2 separate regions of the Mus musculus genome follow, and region 2 is linked to region 1. Evidence: chromatin contacts called from public HiChIP or PLAC-seq data. All regions are on one chromosome and are shown on one strand. The core of a region is the stretch at or near the end of the contact, and the rest is flanking DNA. Distances in the headings are between cores, read along the strand shown. Region 1 has its middle 56 kb from the start of Tars. Region 2 has its middle 110 kb from the start of Gm41271.

Region 1 (2,971 bases), core at 112-2,611:
CTTGAAGAGTGACCAGTACACACATATACACATACATGTGGGTGCACACACACATACACACACACACACACACACACACACACACACACACACAGAGAGAGAGAGAGAGAGAGAGAGAGAGAGAGAGAGAGAGTAAAAGGATGGTGATTTAAGAACACCATCAATGCCTTAAGGCTCCAGGGCAGACCCACTGACTCAGAGTCTGTACTGTTGATATCAAAGTGTCTATGTTCCTAAAGTTGTACGACTAATTATAATACCTCACCACAGGGTTGGCACTATGGTATGTATGCCTGTAAACCCAGAACTTGGGAAGCTGAGACAGGACTCTTACAAGTTTAAGCCTTGCCTATGCTACATATGAAGACCCTGTTTCAAAAACAAACAAAAAAAAAAAAAGGAAAAAAAAAGATTTTAAAAAGTCACTTAAGAGCGTGTAAGGCAATCCATGGATATAAGTCTGCCTAGTCTTTGCTGTTTGTGAAAGAGCACTGAGGTCCACATTAAGCATTTGAGGGTGAAGCCAGTCTTTGACCACATGTTCTCCATATGACGTGAGCAAGTTCCTGTGGATCCTATGGGAGGTTTTGTTTCCTTACTTGTAAAGTTCACAGAACAATACACCTCCTCACTCACACTTTTATATGCGTTAAACCACCACTTAGCATGCCATGCCAGAGAGATTGGGCGGAAATACTTCAAATACTATCTGCTTAGAGTTTACCACCTCTGGAGCACGTTGTTTTCATCAGTCCTGTTAGCTAAATGAGGAAGGGAGGCCTAAGCCCACCAACGACCCTTGCAAGAAAATTACTAACATTAAGCTACTTAAATTTCTCTCTAATAACTCAATCGAGCAAGTGGGTAGGATGACATAAAGAAACTAAAATATGAACTTCTTCATTTTAAAATGAAAGATAATCTAGTCATGAGCGCTTGTGACACTCAGCCTACACATCACTGAAACAAACAAACAAACAAACAAAAAAAAAATTTAAGAAACCTGTCTGAAAAAAATAAAAAAGCATGAAGCTCTAAAAGCTGTCCCGTCATCACGTTAACACCATCTCGTCAGGGGAACACTAGCAAACGTGTGTGTTAGTGGAGCGGCTGTTGCAATAAATCCTTGGAGGACCGATCGAAAAGGGGGGAAAATTCCTCGAACATTTATGAAAATGTTTTTCTTGGTTTGGTAATAAATGTTTATAACACTGGGTGTTTGCCAGCGTGGCTTTCCTTATACAATAGCTTTGTGAACATTTTTAAACTATCACAGGAACCGGCGCTAGGAAGGAGCTGGGAGGATAAAATGAACAGTCAGTAATATTCTTTCAGAGGACTGGACTGCATGAACATTTCCAGATTTGATTGCTATGAGTCACAAATTCCAAAGGCCTAATCCTTCTCCCTATCACAGTACAGTTAGATTTCACCAGTCCCTGCGGAGAGATAGAGAACCAGCTCTTTGCAAACATTAGGAACAAAGCCATCTTATTAGTCTATTGGGACATGAAAACCAAGTTTGGTACCTGAGCAGAAAAAAAATAAAATAGGAAAGGGCTGTGTGCAAAGCTGCCATCCATGTACAGACACGAATGTGATAGCGATTCCAAAGGACGGCTTTGCAAAACAGGAAAATGCTCAACTATGATGATTCACATTTCCACCTAAGGTGGAATTTCTAAAGCAGACTGTTTCCAACAGACTTCGCAGTATAACAATTCTTTTGGCGGGTGCCAAGGGGAAAAAAGAGAGCCAATTGAAAGCACAAGTCTCCATGTGAACATGTGTCGTTGTTTCTAGACTTTGTTTTCCTCAAGAGAGGTTTAGGTGAAATTCTTTTTTAATTTCCTATGGAAAGGGCAACTTAAAGGGACTATCCAAGCCTCACACTCTGGAGAACTCGCAAAGAAAATTCTAAAGGAAAGATAAAGTTAAGAAGGAGCATGTCCACATGGACAGACCATATCCTCCAAACCTGAAGCATGCTCAGAACAAGAGGAGCAAATGTTCAAAGACCAGTCACACAGCTGGAGGCTGTATTGTGGTGGCTTTTACTAGACTGTAAACAGTGACGGTCTCAGAGCTTATCTCAAAACCTAGATCCAGAAATCTTGAGGATAGGGAAAGGGATTTGTGCTTATTTTGAAATGTCCAACACAATCTAACATTTTGAATCCTCCTTCTCTGGTTGTAATACTGTTCTGAGGGATGTGGAGTCTTGAGGGATCTAGCGGGTGCAGGCAGGGTATACTGATGTCAGTCTGTTTATGCTGCTTCCTGATCTGCTAAGATGTGAAGGGCTGCTCAACCTCACACTCCTGGCACCATGGACAGTTGCACCCAATGGCCCTTGTCCACTATGATAGACTGTGCCTCTCTGAAACCATTAGACAAAATAAAGCTCTGCCTTCTTTGATTCTGTCAGGTATTTTGGTGTTTGCTGGCACAACTTTCTTTATACAATGGCTTTGTGAACATATTTTTTAAACTAGTGGACAAACTGGTGCTAGGCAAGAGCTGGAACAACAAAATCGACATGTAGTAATGTTCTTACCAAGGACTGCATGACTACTTCCAGGTTTGATTGCTATGAGTCACAAATTCCAAAGGTTTCATCTTTTTCCCTACCACAGTGCAGTTAGATTTCACAAGTCCCTGCAGAGATAGAGATTTAATTCTTTTCAAACTTTGGAAATAATGAACACAGAAAACCAATCCCAGAGAAGTAGGGTGTGGTGATTTAAATAAAAATGCCCCCTCCCAATTAAGCTCATATATTTGATTACCTGGTCTCCAATTGGTGGGACAGTTTGGGAAGGATTAAGAGGTGTGGCCTTGTTGGTGTGTCACTGAGGCTTAAGGTTTCCAAAGCCTCTTGTCATACCCAGCATGCTCCTCTCCTCTTGCTTGCAGGTCAAAAAGTGATCTCCTGGCTCTTCTTCCCACCAAGCCTTTTGTTCCACTACTG
Region 2 (2,921 bases), core at 72-2,571, 140 kb before region 1:
ATGTCAGGTCTACAGGACAGCATTTTGCAGTTCTCCTCCTCTCCAGCTCTTGAATTCTTTCAGTAGAGGCTGGGAGACTCTGAAGATGTAAAATTTAGGGTTGAGCACTTAACCTTTTATTCTCAGCAAGAGACGAAGTGTTGAGAAACAAAAGTGCTAAGAATAATCTGGAAGTAAGTCCTTCTTAGCTCAAAGTAGCGTCAAATCCCCCCAAATGCTGGGCTTGTCCCAGGCACCCCGGTGCCTCATACCCATTAACTCTTAGATACAAGGCATGGCTGTGAATATGATCACTCTTTCCAAGTTCGCATCTCATTTATTGTCTCATCTTACATCATCTCTATGTTGTCAGAACATGAACACCTTTCTGTTTTTCTATCCTTGTGCTCAAATTTGCTTTAGTCTTATGTATGTAATAAAATACATGAAATGTTTGTCACCAGTCCCATTGATAAGATTTTTTAGGCCCTATATTTATGTAAACAAAGTCCATAGATTATTTTTCCATGGTATTAAGATCTGGTATAAAAATCTATGGTTTATAATTTTTTCCTAATATTTACATAGCTGTTTTTTATGCCAGTCTATATTTTTAAGCTTCCTTGTAAATCGTAGGATATTTCCGAGAAAATTGCCTTCTCAACTTTGGATTCTATGGTTCTTCTTGGCTATGTCTCTAACCTGACTGTTGCTGGTCCATTTTACCAGGTGCACTAACTTTTATAAATGTAGATTCAGATGTTTGGCTATCTCTGCTGTTTTCTTCATGGTTTAAATAGAAGCTATGTCCTTGGAGTCTAGTATAGGATTTGTTTTTCTTTATTGCTTATCTTCCATTTCAGCCATTTTCTTTCTGTTTCTTGGGGCACAGTATTTTTCCCTTTTGTAATCTTTTGTTTTCCTGGTTTAATATCCCATAATATTAATCACTTGAGCTTGTCGACTCTCGGGTATTTGGCAGTCTGCTCATCCTGTCCTGATACTTTCGTGTGTTCCTTGTCTCTTTTTTCTGAGTTTAGTCAATTTCTTCTGCGAGTTACTGCTTCCTGTCTATGTTGTTTCTGACGGTTCACATTTGCAAAGGCTTGTTCAGGAATTCGAAATCAGATGGGGGGGGGGTGTTGTGTCTTCCTTTTCTTCTGTTTTGTGATGCTTTCTAGGAAGAAATTTCTATCTGGTGAAGTATTTTGATTCTGGTTTTGTAATTTTATAGTAACTTTTACATGATACATTCAGTTTGCCATAACCCATCTCATTTAGACATTGGTGGCTGGCAAAATTTTTAGTTAAATAGCGCCCTCTTCTGTCAATGTGGCAAAGGCTGGGCTTAATGAGGAGGGGCTGAGGAAAATGAGTAATTTTTCGCTTAGGAATCAACTTTGTACATTTTTATTATATTCAGGACACGAAGCATCTTCTTACTATTTTTTACATACTTTTCATCCTGTAAGTCTGCCTTAATTTAGTTTCTCTTGATGAGAATTCCATTTTTACACATATTGTCAAGTGGACTGACACAAAGACTCTACTGAAGCATGCTTCCCAGTTATGTCTACACTGTGCTATCTGCTCATAGCTTCACTGATGTCTATCGTCAAACCTCTTGATATCATCACATTCCTAGATGTCTCTGAATTCGTTGAGCATTTTTCTTAAGCGACTTGCTTGTATCAGGGCCAGGCATTGCATGTCCCTGGTAAGCACTCTGCGGACTGGGGATCTCCCCAGTCTCCCCTTTAGTGCTTGGAACCCATTCGTATTTTCTTCCCTGTGAACTATATTTTCACAGCTTTTACTCTAATATGGGCTGTATTGAAGTACTTCTTTGAATCTGGAATTAGGGTTTGTTGTGAATTCAGTTCTAGCCTTTGCCTAGGAACACACAAGAAGCAGAACAATTAAATTAGACGGGGCGGACATTTGCTCTGAAGGGAACATTTCACAGGCTGAACTAATCTAAGCAAGTTCATTTACCCCCCTAATTTGAACTGGCTCAAGGCTGAGTCACTGAGCTAGATATTTATATGGTCTTAAGATAAAGTGTCCTGTGAAATCGCAATGTCAGTTTCTGCTGGAGCTGGTATCACAGTGTGCAGCACGATCATCCAGCTCGACAGTCCTGAGTAAAATGGGGGCTGGAGGAAGCTGACTGCAAGAAGAAAGCAGGAAAGACGCTGAGTAAGAAACAGAAATAATTGATGCTCCAATTCCATGAAAGCCGGGAACAAAACACTCATTTTGTTTCAGTGTTACTTGAAATTTGTAATACATGTTTTTGAGATTGTCTACTGTGGCCTTAAAAAAAAATAACCCTTTACTTTAAATTAGCTGATTTGCTTTCTTTTCCATAATTACAATGCCTTTTCTGTGAAAAGCATTAAACTGTGTGGCCCATTACCTCAAAGGGCCAGTGTATAAAAGATCCAAGGGGTTATAGAGCTCAGTTTGTGACATATAGAATATACCTTCTGGTGTAGGCAAGTTTTTATTTTTATTTTTTAAATTATAACTTATCCCTCACCGGCTGAGCTCTCATTGACAAGGTTCCAGATCAAATGAATAGGTCATTTAGTTATCTAAGTTTTCATTTATGATGAAAATTATCTTTCAATGGTTGTAACCATTCAACACTTGCTTGTGGATGAATTAAAACCGTTAAATTGAAAACACATATAACGATATACCCATTTTAGATGGAAGAAATAATTCTTCCAAACCATGTAGAATATATATATATATTAGAATATATATTAGTTCTTTAAAAAGTAGGAGGAGAAGGAGGGAGGGAAAAAGGGGAGGACAATAATGACGGGGAGAGACATGTTTAGCTGGGCTGTGCTATAAATGAAAATCTTGGCCATTTGAGCATACCTAGTCCATGTTATTCCACTCTCTGACATAAACAACCTCGTATGATATGG

The links. HiChIP or PLAC-seq counts read pairs in DNA pulled down with a chosen protein or histone mark.
Region 2: an H3K27ac HiChIP or PLAC-seq map of heart atrium shows a contact between it and region 1, with 6 read pairs. The contact joins two enhancer-like sites. A contact is called at or near these places in 1 of 15 datasets of contacts at CTCF or cohesin (the NIH/3T3 cell line), 1 of 484 Hi-C or Micro-C datasets (embryonic stem cells) and 5 of 115 datasets of contacts at active chromatin or transcription factors (embryonic stem cells, fibro-adipogenic progenitors and heart atrium).

The regions. Positions count from the first base shown.
Region 1 is chr15:11,453,836-11,456,806 of GRCm38.p6, reverse strand. No RefSeq gene overlaps it. Among named protein-coding and RNA genes, the nearest start is that of Tars, 56 kb to the right of the region's middle. Within about 2 kb of position 1,361, at least 40 of the 459 cell types and tissues checked have an H3K27ac peak or open chromatin away from gene starts, as enhancers often do. A contact at or near this core is called in the NIH/3T3 cell line and heart atrium, where this site is marked.
Region 2 is chr15:11,589,106-11,592,026 of GRCm38.p6, reverse strand. No RefSeq gene overlaps it. Among named protein-coding and RNA genes, the nearest start is that of Gm41271, 110 kb to the left of the region's middle. Within about 2 kb of position 1,321, at least 10 of the 459 cell types and tissues checked have an H3K27ac peak or open chromatin away from gene starts, as enhancers often do. A contact at or near this core is called in the NIH/3T3 cell line and heart atrium, where this site is marked.